Linked DNA regions of Oncorhynchus mykiss: region 1 is linked to region 2. The links are chromatin contacts, called in public Hi-C maps. All regions are on one chromosome and are shown on one strand. The core of a region is the stretch at or near the end of the contact, and the rest is flanking DNA. Distances in the headings are between cores, read along the strand shown.

Region 1 (7,498 bases), core at 473-2,972, 120 kb before region 2:
TATCAAGAATGGTCCTCCACCCAAAGGACATCCAGACAACGTTACACAACGTTGGAGTCAGCATGGGCCAGCATCCCTGTGTGTCAAGCCCTGGCCTTAGTTATCTTTGTTTTCTTTATTATTTTGGTTAGGTCAGGGTGTGATGAGGGTGGTATGTGTGTTTTTGTCTTGTCTAGGGTTTTTATATATCTATGGGGTTTTGGTATTGTCTAGGTAAATGTAGGTCTATGGTGGCCTGAATTGGTTCCCAATCAGAGGCAGCTGTTTATCGTTGTCTCTGATTGGGGATCCTATTTAGGTTGCCATTTTCCATTTTGGTTTTGTGGGTTATTGTCTATGTGTAGTTGCCTGTCAGCACGTGTGTCTTATAGCGGCAGGGTCGGTTTGTTTAGTGTTCTTCGTGTATTAAAAGAAGAATGTATTCATATCACGCTGCGCCTTGGTCTCCTCGCTGTGACACTGTGGAATGTTTTCGACACCTTGTAGAGTTCATGCCCAGACGAATTGAGCATGTGTTTTAAGATTGTGAAGTCTCTAGCTTAGCTGAAGACACCAGAGTTAACGTCTCTCACTTTGCCAGAAATTCATACACACACACACACACAGTCTAAGTTTAGTTTACTTGTGTCAGTGTTCGACTGTTATGTTTTCAACTCTAAATGGTTATTCAATCAACATTAGTAATGTTAACTGTCATTTACTATTTTTACGGTCTAATATGTTTGTTGTAGGTAATGCAATATGATTTTGAGGTGTTGGACAAGAGTAAATGTGAAGTTTGTTAGTGCTATTCAAAAATGCTAAATGCTCATTCTGATAAATAGTTTTCCATCATGTGCCATCCAGACATTCACACTTAGTATTTAAAAAATCATGCAATTCCTATCATATATGAAGCGTTCCTTTAAAAATAGTGCTTTTTTGACATTGTAAATCTTGAAGTATTCTTGAAATAAACAGTGTGGAAACTAACCAATGGCAAGCACCAATTGGCGTTTCCTGATATCAAGGAATGCCGACATCAAGAAACGCCCCCAAATTGCGGTCTGCAATTACACCATACTGGATGTGTGTGACCTAAAATAATAGCCACATCTTTGCTGCCTCTCTTTCCCCTTACAACATGTAGGTTCCCCACAGACAACAAAGCCCTTGACCTCTTCATCTTTTTAAGAGTACGCATATTATAACCATTTCAAAAAGTAACATGTGTTTCCTATGACATAAAATAGGTTTTCTATGATTGTTTTGGAATTAGTGTCACAAAAATAGTAGACGGATAATGGTTGTTTGCCTAAATGTTTGCCTAAATCCAATCTCATCCACTAGATAGCAGCAAAGACCATCTACTTGTTCCTCTTAACTCTTGGCAGTAGTTTGGGGTGTTCTATGATTGGACCACTGTTACATAATTAGTTACTATGGGAGTAAGGAAGGATCAGGTTCTGATGAACCTGGAAGTAAGGAGACCGTCAACTAAGGCATCTACAATTCTTGCATGTAGCCAACAACGTCTTTTATTAGCCAAAACAGCAGTTGACTACCCCTTGAGAATGTCCTCAATTTTGTTGTGCCAGTTCTCTCCTATTCTTGTCTCCCACATTAGTGACCTAATTCCAGATCCGAGTTTCAATTCTTTGAAATCACGTGGTGGGGGCAGTGTGCTGAGATATTGTACCTCTGTGGGGCGCAACTCCCTAACTACTGTAATCCTTAATTCAACACACTCAAAGGGGCTTTCCAGTAGAACACATTAAAAAATGTTTGTTAACCAGACAGGAAACTGCATATCATCTTATAAAATTATGAATTAATAAGGGCCAGTAAAATGTGCTGTCCTCAGGGTATTCTAGGGGATTCACAACAAGACAACGGGAGTTTACCTGACACCCCCCAACCATGTAATACTAAATTCTGTCATCTCAGGAGGTGGAAAAGGCTGGTGTCAAATCCATAATAATGCACAATACCACTGTGTCTTAGTCAGAAACCATGACAATCAAAATGCTGTAGCTGTATACCACACTAGGTCCACTATATCATGTGATATCATGGTATCATAAATTGTAAAACCTTTTCAGTAATCCTACTTAATGAAATGGACTTTGGCAAATGAGGCTGATGCAGGTACAACAAATTCAGTAATGGTCCAGTCTAGTTTAACACAGGGCAACCATAAGTGTTATTCTTACATGAACTCTGGCCAAACAAGAAGAGATCTTAGATCATCTGCCTATTTTAGATTGGTTTGGTGTGCAACACTTCCTCTGTGTCTGCCAACTGGTTTCTCTAGTTTCACACTGCAGTTGACTTCTGCTGTTTGTTGATCACCATCAGCGTGTTTGATATCCTCGACTGTGTCAGGTCACCGTGGTGACTCACCATCAACATGGGTTACCTAAGGTGAGGCTGATAATGAGGCTAGGAAGTTGTGCTTCATTTGCTCAGACTATTCTCAAATATCTAACACCAAACCAAGTCTGTGTAATGAAATCTAATGCAGCCTTTTGTTTATTATAATCAGATAAGGTGTCCTTGTTGAACAGCGATATTGTGTATAACAGCTTCAATAGAAGTCACAAGACCCAGGGCTTGGCTTGTTTTGCTTGGTGAAGTCTATTAAAGTGAAAGCAAAGGCAGAAGGGACTTTTTCCCTACGTGATGATCATTGCACCGGTGCACCTTGTGCTGGGGGCAATTAAAGGCCACTCTAAAATGTGCCGTTTTGTCACACAACACAATGCCACAGATTGAGGGAGTGTGCAATTGACATGCTGACTGCAGAAATGTCCACCAGAGCTGTGGCCAGATCATTGAATGTTAATTTATCTACCATAAACCGCCTTCAACGTCGTTTTAGAGAATTTGGTAGTATGTCCAACCGGCCTCACAACCGTAAACCATGTGTAACCACATTAGCCCAGGACCTCCACATTCGGCTTCTTCACCTATGGGATTGTCTGAGACCAGCCACCCGGACAGCTGATGAAACTCAGGAGTATTTCTGTCAGTAATTAAGCCCTTTTGTGGGGAAAAACTAATTTTATTGGCTGGGACTGGCTCCCCAGTGGGTGGGCCTATGCACTCCCAGGCACAGTGATGGCTGCGCCCTGGCCCAGTCATGAGAAAACCATAGATTAGGGGCAAATGTATTTATTTAAATTGACAGATTTCCTTATATGAACTGTAACTCAGTAAAATAGTTGAAATTGTTGCATGTTACATTTATAGTTGTGTCCAGTATAAATATATTGACTGTTGCTATCAAAGTCACTCCGAAGGATATGTTACATAAGTATTCAGACCCTTTACTTAGTACTTTGTTGAAGAACCTTTGGCAGTGATTACAGCCTTGAGTCTTATTGGGTATGACGCTACAAGCTTGGCACACCTGTATTTGGGGAGTTTCTCCCATTCTTCTCTGTAAGTCCTCTCAAGCTCTGTCAGGTTGGATGGGGAGCGTCGTTGCACAGCTATTTTTATGTCTCTCCAGAGATGTTCGATCGGGTTCAAGTCCGGGCTCTGGCTAGGCCACAATGACATTCAGAGACTTGTCCCAAAGCCACTCCTGCATAGTCTTGGCTGTGTGCTTAGGGTCATTGTCCTGTTGGAAGGTGAACCTACGCTCCAGTCTGTACTTTGCTCCGTTTCATTGTTCCCTCGATCCGACTAGTCTCCCAGTCCCTGCCGCTGAAAAACGTCCCCACAGCATGATGCTGCCACCACCATGCTTCACCGTAGGGACATTGCCAAGTTTCCTCCAGACATGATGCTTGGCATTCAGGCCAAAGAGTTCAATCTTGGTTTCATCAGACCAAAGAATCTTGTTTCTCATGGTCTGAGAGTCTTTAGGTGCCCTTTGGCAAACTCCAAGTGGGCTGTCATGTACCTTTTACTGAGGAGTGGCTTCGGTCTGACTACTCTACCATAAAGGCCTGATTGGTGGAGTGCTGCTGAGATGGTTGTTCTTCTGGAAGGTTCTCCCATCTACACAGAGGAACTCTGGAGCTCTGTCGGGTTCTTGGTCATCTCCCTGACCAATGCCCTTCTCCCCCGATTCCAATTAAGAATGATGGAGGCAACTGTGGTCTTGGGGACTGTTAATGCTGCAGACATTCTTTAGTACCATTCCCCAAATCTGTGCGTTGACATAATCCTGTCTCGGAGCTCTACAGACAATTCCTTTGACCTCATGGCTTGGTTTTTGCTCTGACATGCACTCTCAACTGTGGGACCTTAAATAGACAGGAGTGTGCCTTTCTAAATCATGTCCAATCAATTGAATTTACCACAGGTGGACTCCAATCTGTTGTAGAAACATCTCAAAGATGATCAATGGAACCAGGATGCACCTGAGATCAATTTCGAGTCTCATAGCAAAGGGTCTGAATATTTATGTAAATAAGGTATTTTTGTTCGCAAAATTTTCTAAAAACCTGTTTTCGCTTTGTCATTATATGGTGTTGTGTGTGGATTAATGAGAAAAAATAATTTAATACATTTTAGAAGAAGGCTGTAACTTAACAAACTGAGGAAAAAGTCAAGGGGTCTGAATACTTTCCGAATGAGATGAGATATGTAAACCATTCTTCAAGTGGCATTATTAAAGTGATGGATTTCAAATTTGAACTTCAAGTTAAGCATTAACATGTTGGATTAACGTCTCCATCTCAACCAAAAATCTAAGTAAAAAAAGAGGACTAAATCAAATCAAATTTTAAATGCAATAATTGTGACTTGATTTAGTCCAATTCTTTAACTTTGATTCTTGGTTGAGACGTGAATCCAACATAAACATTTAATTAAAGCCAGAATTAGTGAGTGACACAAAATATACATCTCCTTCAAATGTTGATATTTGGTTGCATTGACAACCAAACACAATTCAATATCACTTTTCCAATATAGTAAATAGCCTATTAACTTGTTGACAAGTTAACAAATGATATGTAGGATTCATGTCTCCAACTAAACCAAAAATAAAACAATAGGATCACTAATCCAAGCACTAAGACACTGAAGCTTCTGTGTGAATTGAAAGATTGTAATTCAGTTTGACGTGATTTGACTGGAGCAAGAAAGTTGGCTGAAACTTTGGGTGTTGAGTGACTTTGGGTGTCTTGAAAAGCGTTTAAATAAAATGTATTGTTATTTATTATTATTATTATTGTGTGTTTGTTGTTTGTTTCTGATGACACTGGAGAGGTTTGTGTGCAGATGTCACGTTCTGACCTTTATTTCCTTTGTTTTGTATTTATTTAGTATGGTCAGGGCGTGAGTTGGGGTGGGCAGTCTATGTTTGTTTTTCTATGATTTGGGGATTTGTATGTTTCGGCCTAGTATGGTTCTCAATCAGAGGCAGGTGTCATTAGTTGTCTCTGATTGAGAATCATACTTAGGTAGCCTGGGTTGCACTGTTTGTTTGTGGGTGATTGTCTATGTTGATTGCTTGTGTCAGCACAGTTCTCATTAAAGCGTCACGGTCGTTATTTGTTTATTGTTTTGTATAGTGTGTTTCAGTGTTCAGTGTTTTCTTTATTCAATTTCATCATGAACACATACCACGCCGCATTTTGGTCCTCCGATCCTTCTCGCCTCTCCTCTTCAGATGAAGAGGAGGACGCCCGTGACAGCAGAGATATAAAAATGTACCATGACAGGTAGGTGAGGACATCTTAACTAGTCAAAACTATTGCTTATAGTATTTATATATAAAACATTAGGAACACCTGCTCTTTCCATGACCTAGACTGACCAGGTGAATCCAGGTGAAAGCTATGATCCCTTATTGGTGTCACTTGTTAAATCCACTTCAATCAGTGTAGTTGAAGGGGAGGAGACAGGTTAAATAAAGATTTTTAAGCCTTGAGACAATTGAGACATGGATTGTGTATGTGTGCCATTCAGAGAGTGAATATGCAAGACAGAATATTTAAGTAACCTTTGAACGGGGTGTGGTTATAGGTGCCAGGCGCACCGCTTTGAGTGTGTCAAGAACTGCAATGCTGCTGGGTTTTCGCGCTCAACAATTTACTGTGTGTGTCAAGGATGGTCCACCACCCAAAGGACATCCAGCCAATGTGACACAACTGTGGGACGCGTTGGAGTCAACAGGGGCCAGCATCCCTGTGGAACTCTTTCGACACCTTGTTGAGTCCATAACCCAACGAATTGAGGCTGTTCTGAGGACAAAATGGGGGGTTGAAACTCAATATTAGGAAGGTGTTCCTTATGTTTTGTTGTTTTTCCACTCAGTGTATATTTATATACAGTAGAGATCCTTTCTTTGAGATTGAGGTTTCTAGATGAGGATAGCTGAAGACACCAGAGTTATAGCCTCTCACTCCGCCGGAAATTCACACACTCACACAGTCTTAGTTTAGTTGTGTCAGTGTTAGACAAACACAACGGAGTTGTAGGCTATGCAATACGATTTTGAGGTGTTGGACAAGTGTAAATGTAAAGTTTTATTAGTGCTGTTTCATGGCGGTTAAACATGTTAAATGCTCATAGTTTTGCATCCACAGACATTCAAATCAAATCAAAGCAAATGTATTTATATAGCCCTTCGTACATCAGCTGATATCTCAAAGTGCTGTACAGAAACCCAGCCTAAAACCCCAAACAGCGGGGCCTCCCGGGTGGCGCTGTGCCATCAGAGTCCCTGGGTTCGCGCCCAGGCTCTGTCATAACCGGCCGCGACCGGGAGGTCCGTGGGGCGACGCACAATTGGCCTAACGTCGTCCGGGTTAGGGAGGGCTTGGTTGGTAGGGATGTCCTTGTCTCATCGCGCACCAGCGACTCCTGTGGCGGGCCAGGCGCAGTGCACGCTGACCAGGTCGCTAGGTGCACGGTGTTTCCTCCGACACATTGGTGCGGCTGGCTTCCGGGTTGGATGCGCGCTGTGTTAAGAAGCAGTGCGGCTTGGTTGGGTTGTGTATCGGAGGACGCATGACTTTCGTCTCTCCAGAGCCCGTACGGGAGTTGTAGCGATGAGACAAGATAGTAGCTACTACAACAATTGGATACCACGAAATTGGGGAGAAAAGGGGGTAAAAAAAAATTTTTCAAAATAAATAAAAAAAACAGCAAGCAATGCAGGTGTGGAAGCACGGTGGCTAGGGAAAAACTCCCAAGAAAGGCCAAAACCTAGGAAGAAACCTAGAGAGGAACCAGGCTATGAGGGGTGGCCAGTCTTCTTCTGGCTGTGCCGAGTGGAGATTATAACAGAACATGGCCAAGATGTTCAAATGTTCATAAATGACCAGCATGGTCAAATAATAGTAATCACAGTAGTTGTCGAGGACCTCAGGAGTAAATGTCAGTTGGCTTTTCATAGCCGATCATTAAGAGTATCTCTACCGCTCCTGCTGTCTCTAGAGTGTTGAAAACAGCAGGTCTGGGACAGGTAGCACGCCCGGTGAACAGGTCAGGGTTCCATAGCCGCAGGCAGAATAGTTGAAACTGGAGCAGTAGCACGGCCAGGTGGACTGGGGAC
Region 2 (6,659 bases), core at 629-3,128:
TAAAAAAGCCAGAGTACGGTTTGCAACTGCACATGGGGACAAAGATCGTACTTTTTGGAGAAATGTCCTCTGGTCTGATGAAACACAAATGGAACTGTTTGGCCATAATGACCATCGTTATGTTTGGAGGAAAAAGGGGGAGGCTTGCAAGTCGAAGAACAGCATCCCACTCGTGAAGCACGGGGTGGCAGCATCATGTTGTGGTGGTGCTTTGCTGCGAAGGGACTGGTGCACTTCACAAAATAGATGGCATCATGAGGGAGGAAAATTATGTGGATATATTGAAGCAACATCTCAAGACACCAGTCAGGAAGTTAAAGCTTAGTTGCAAATGGGTCTTCCAAATGGACAATGACCCCAAGCATACTTTCAAAGTTGTGGCAAAATGGCTAAAGGACAACAAAGTCAAGGTATTGGAGTGGCCATCACAAAGCCCTGACCTCAATCCTATAGAAACTGTGTAGGCAGAACTGAAAAAGTGTGTGCTAGCAAGGAGGCCTACAAACCTGACTCAGTTACACCAGCTCAGTCAGGAGAAATGGGCCAAAATTCACCCAATTTATTGTGGGAAGCTTGTTGAAGGCTACCTGAAACGTTTAATCCAAGTTAAACAATTTAAAGACAATGCTACCAAATACTTCTGACCCACTGGGAATGTGATGAAAGAAATAAAAGCTGAAATAAATCATTCTCTCTACTATTATTCTGACATTTCATATTCTTAAAATGAAGTGGTGATCCTAACTGACCTAAGACAGGTATTTTTACTAGGATTAAATGTCAGGATTTGTGAAAAACTGAGTTTAAATGTATTTGGCTAAGGTGTGTGTAAATTTCCAACTTCAACTGTAATTCCCCACCTCTGAAATGTGACATGTCCTTCTTTAGCAAACATTATGTCAGGTGTATTTGGATAATGGAAAAATAAAATCTCAGTGTCTCTGACAATTGACAACAAACTGACAATAAATCATTTTAAGACGAGCCAGTCTAGATACTGCAAGCATATTAGGCCTACATACAGGGAGGTCTGGCAGCAACCTACTGCTGTAGGCCTAGTTCGTACAATGGTCTTGACTCAAATCAATAACATGCTTTGATGCTAAAGAGGAAAAACCTATGCCTATAGCCTGTGTAAAGTATTCTCAATGGGCTGTGTGTGGTTTGGAAGGATGACACAATAGAGCTATCTCAGGGTAAGGTCTATGGAGGTTTATTTGGCATACTTTATGTGACCCATTGAAGGACGTACATTGTGTTGGATCTAGTTCCATTTGATAGGAAATGGTTTTATATCATCACATTGAAAAACACAGCAATAAAATAATACAGCATTGAATTGCAATGGTAAGTACCTTTTATATACAATGGAAAGTGGAGTCAAACAGTGTTGAGGTAAGTCCCACACCCTTTCCCGTAAGCACGTCAGTATGCAGCCATCTTGTGTCTGTCTATCCTCAATCCTGAGATGGCCGACACACTGAAGCATCATGGTTTAACATAATCAAACTGCTGAGTGGGATGCTTTACGTTGAAACATTCTTTGCTTGTTAGCTTACATTATTTTCATTTTAAAAGTGATTTTGTCTCACAATGGGCTGCTGATTTTCTTTTAAACAGAGCCAGTGTATACTAGCTGAAAACTCGTTGATCATAACTACAGTAACTACAGGTCCAACCAAGTCATCTTTGATCATATTTTCAAATTTTCTCTCCCCAATTAAAATGTGTTCTGGAATTGTTTAACACTACCACAGTGTGTTCTGGTATGTATGTGGAGGGGATAACCAAATCAAGTTCAGTTAGTTAATAAGTCTGTGAATGGAAAGTCCCTGATAAGATTCATAAAAGGGATCAAACTACAGGCTACAGTGAAGGATAAACAATGCCACAGTGCCATCTATAGGTAGACTGTAACTCTCCTCACTACTGTTTCAAAGAAATCACCTGATGAGTCACTTGACTTTTGGGTGTTTTTGTCCCTCCAGGGCAAAGATTCCTCTAGGAACAGATCTAGGATCCGCTTCCCCTCCCCCAAATGCAAAACTGACCCAAGATCAGCATCTTAGGGCAACTTCCCCCTACTCCGTCTCGGTCATGCTCAATGTAGGAGTTGCCTCTCATCAGAAATCTTGGATCAGATTACCCTACTTCCAAACCTAACATAAAAAATGGGTGGTGAAAAAAAAGGGGTAAAGTGGTTGGGGTAAACTTCTATCGACTCCCTCTGGCAAAGCCAGTTGTTATTGTCAACAGAGAACTGGAATTTGGCACATGCACCAGGAAGTAAGATCATCAGAGCAGAAGCCATAGCTTGTTAATCAGATCATGGAATCCTTCTCGTTACCTTGTTTCTCTGCATTCTGCAAACAGTCAGTATATTCTGTGACATTCCGACTCGGGAGGACTGAAAAATTAGATATTTTCTATTCAAAAGTTAGCTGATTTTATCTGTTGAATGGATATATAAAACGTATTAGGCGATATTTGAATGGCATTAGAAGTTGAATAGGATCTCTTCATTATAACAAAAAACATGTTTTAGCAATAAAGTCCTTATGGTTAAAATGCTTGCTGTGGTGTTATGGATGTTATTTCACACATAAAAAAGAAAACGTCATAGAATAATGAGTGACTGCTGGGTATGATGATGTAGGTGATATGAAAACACACCAGTGGAAGAATTATGATCCAATAGGAGATGAAAGAATTACAATGTCATCAGGCACCAGGCAGAACGGAGAAACATAAGTTGAAAAAGAAAGTGCAAGTAAATGTCATTGATTAGTGAGATGTTTTAATGGTGATACAGATGAATAAATAACATTATATATTGTTTATAGTTATATACAATAAATATATTGTGTGATATACAGTATATCACAAAAGTGAGTACACCCCTCACATTTTTGTAAATATTTGAGTATATCTTTTCATGTAACAACATTGAAGAAATGACACTTTGCTTCAATGTAAAGTAGTGAGTGTACAGCTTGTATAACAGTGTACATTTGCTGTCCCCTCAAAATAACTCAACACACAGCCATTAATGTCTAAACCACTGGCAACAAAAGTGAGTACACCCCTAAGTGAAAATGTCCAAATTGGGCCCAATTGGCCATTTTCCCTCCCCGGTGTCATGTGACTCGTTAGTGTTACAAGGTCTCAGGTGTGAATGGGGAGCAGGTGTGTTAAATTTGGTGTCATCACTCTCACACTCCCTCATACTGACTGGTCACTGGAAGTTCAACATGGGACATCATCGCAAAGAACTCTCTGAGGATCTGAAAAAAAATATTGTTGCTCTACATAAAGATGGCCTGGGCTATAAGAAGATTGCCAAGACCCTGAAACTGAGCTGCAGCACGGTGGCCAAGACCATACAGCGGTTTAACTGGACAGGTTCCACTCAGAACAGGCCTCGCCATGGTCGACCAAAGACGTTGAGTGCACGTGCTCAGTGTCATATCCAGAGGTTGTCTTTGGGAAATAGACGTATGAGTGCTGCCAGAATTGCTGCAGAGGTTGAAGGGGTGGGGGGTCAGCCTGTCAGTGCTCAGACCATACACCGTACACTGCATCAAATTGGCTGTCAAATTGGCATGGCTGTCATCCCAGAAGGAAGATAAACCAATTTGGTTCAGGTGGTGTCAAGCGTGTGTGGCAGCAACCAGGTGAGGAGTACAAAGACAAGTGTGTCTTGCCTACAGTCAAGCATGGTGGTGGGAGTGTCATGGTCTGGGGCTGCATGAGTGCTGCCGGCACTGGGGAGCTACAGTTCATTGAGGGAACCGTGAATGCCAACATGTACTGTGGCATACTGAAGCAGAGCATGATCCCCTCCCTTTGGAGACTGGGCCGCAGGGGCCAGTATTCCAACATGATAACGACCCCAAACACACCTCCAAGACGACCACTGCCTTGCTAAAGAAGCTGAGGGTAAAGGTCAAATCAAATCAAATCAAATTTATTTGTCACATACACATGGTTAGCAGATGTTAATGCGAGTGTAGCGAAATGCTTGTGCTTCTAGTTCCGACAATGCAGTAATAACCAACGAGTAATCTAATTAACAATTCCAAAACTGCAACCTTATACACACAAGTGTAAAGGGATAAAGAATATGTACATAAAGATATATGAATGAGTGATGGTACAGAACGGCATAGGCAAGATGCAGTAGATGGTATCGAGTACAGTATATACATGTGAGATGAGTAATGTAGGGTATGTAAACAAAGTGGCATAGTTTAAAGTGGCCAGTGATACATGTATTACATAAAGATGCAGTAGATGATATAGAGTACAGTATATACGTATACATATGAGATGAATAATGTAGGGTAGGTAAACATTATATTAAGTAGCAGTGATGGACTGGCAAAGCATGTCTCCAGACCTAAACCTTATTGAGCATCTGTGGGGCATCCTCAGACGGAAGGTGGAGGAGTGCAAGGTCTCTAACATCCACCAGCTCCGTGATGTCGTCATGGAGGAGTGGAAGAGGACTCCAGTGGCAACCTGTGAAGCTCTGGTGAACTCCATGCCCAAGAGAGTTAAGGCAGTGCTAGAAAATGATGGTGGCCACACAAAATATTGACACTTTGGGCACAATTTGGACATTTTCACTTAGGGGTGTACTCACTTTTGTTGCCAGCGGTTTAGATATTAATGGATGTGTGTTGAGTTATTTTGAGGGGACAGCAAATTTACACTGTTATACAAGCTGTACACTCACTACTTTACATTGTAGCAAAGTGTCATTTCAACAGTGTTGTCACATGAAAAGATATACTCAAATATTTACAAAAATGTGATTATATTTACTTTTGTGATATACTGTATATAGGCCTCACTAATAGCCTACACTAGTTCACTAGTCTTTCTCCATTAGGTAACTGGTCATTCAAATCCTGTCTATGACAGGACTGGCTGGTCTGCCGTGTTTGTTCCCATGAGTGAACTATAATGAGGGTTGTAGATATGTGCTTTCTTTTTCATACATGTATGATTAGTGATGACAGTAACTGTGCCTTAACAGCCCTGTCGGTGACTGGCCTGAGGGGTCAAGTAACTAGATGAGAGGAGAGCAGAGAGGACTACAGTATAGCCTACAGTATGTACCAGAGAATGAAGGGGTATGTTGTCTAGTGTGTAATATCTATCCATTCCCAGTAGCAAACACTTGTGAATTAAGTCTCTTCAGAACTACAGTATAAAAAGTCAGATGATAAATGATGAACAACGACAAGATGAAGCATTTTCTTTCTGTTTCAGTGATGACGTCAGAAGCAGAATAAAGGCAGGTAGTCACTGTTGGCTTGAAAGAAAGAAACAGAAAGAGACATAAAGAGTGTGTGTGTGTGCGTGTGTGCGTGTGTGCGTGTGTGCGTGTGTGCGTGTGTGTGTGTGTGTGTGTGTGTGTGTGTGTGTGATACTAGAACTGGATGATGCTTCAGTGTGTAGGCCATCTTCTTCTGACGTATAAGAAAGAGAGAGAGAGAGAGAGGATGCGCGTGTGTGTGTTTTTGTGTGTTTATTAGTTATTAGTTATGGGGGGGGAAAATGATACAGTTACATATTGGGATATTAGTATATTTTTTACAATATGTCGGATCATTTTGTTTGTTGTACCTGCACTAAAACGCCAGTATTTTTCCTTCATAGCTTTTCATTCACTCTCTTTTTAAATAGGGAGCCAATTTGTCTTCAGCACTTTTACTGATCAAAACTGATATTATCATGTCTCTCTCTTGTCCCTCTGCAGCAGACATGATGAGCAGTATGTTTGGAACATCGAATTGCTAAAAAATCACAGTATCGAATCATAATACATAAACAATCTTGAGAATCCCGATGCATATCGTATCGGCACCCAAGTATCGTGATAATATCGTATCACGAGGTCTCCGGCATTTCCCAGCCTTGGGGCTATGACTGCATGTGTGTACATTTCAATGTGTCCTTGGCTGTCTCTATGTTTGAGTATTCCTGTATGATGCACATGAGTTTGTATGTGTTGTAATTGGCAGTGGGTGGTGGTATGTGCTTCATATTGAGGGAAGTAGTACATAAAACATTGATTTTGGTATTATGGTGGACGTTATTACATTATTCATCCCAAAAGTTGTTCCTCATCGGTTAATGTAATAACGTATTACATTTAGTGGAAAACGTTATTACCTTAACCGTTCAACATTTTATTATGTTAACCGGCAAGTTATTCAATTAACCAGTTATATTACATAAAAAAATCTAAAAGTTATTACATTAACCAGTGTTATTCCATTAACTGTTGTTACAAGGCCTATTCCCAGCACAAGAAGGATAAAACCCTTAATTTTAACGTTGGCCCCTGAATTCCTGATGTGTTTTCTCTGCCAATCTTTCCCTCTTGAGGCATCAGGCACAAATTATCAGAAAAAAACAATATTAGCTTGTATATCATTTTTTTTAACCAATTCCAATTGAGCTAAAAATCTGTGTGGAACCAACCGGCAGAGCTTGATTTAAAAAATACAATGTTTTACGAAGCTGAAAGTAAGTGGTATGAATTTCAATCAACCATTAGGCCCAAAACAGTGTCTCCAGAGAGTGCATGTAGGTTCAGTCATAGTGACAAACTAAAGACCTACAAATGACCAAATGACATATTATTT

The links. Hi-C and Micro-C count contacts between places; a contact is called where the count stands out from the background.
Region 1: a Hi-C map of liver shows a contact between it and region 2, with 5 times the contacts expected there. The contact joins two enhancer-like sites. A contact is called at or near these places in 2 of 3 Hi-C or Micro-C datasets (blood and liver).

The regions. Positions count from the first base shown.
Region 1 is chr18:40,271,540-40,279,037 of USDA_OmykA_1.1, reverse strand. No RefSeq gene overlaps it. Among protein-coding and RNA genes, the nearest start is that of LOC110496233, 22 kb to the left of the region's middle. Within about 2 kb of position 1,722, at least 7 of the 11 cell types and tissues checked have an H3K27ac peak or open chromatin away from gene starts, as enhancers often do. A contact at or near this core is called in liver, where this site is marked.
Region 2 is chr18:40,154,495-40,161,153 of USDA_OmykA_1.1, reverse strand. No RefSeq gene overlaps it. Among protein-coding and RNA genes, the nearest start is that of LOC110496224, 6.3 kb to the left of the region's middle. Within about 2 kb of position 1,878, at least 3 of the 11 cell types and tissues checked have an H3K27ac peak or open chromatin away from gene starts, as enhancers often do. A contact at or near this core is called in liver, where this site is marked.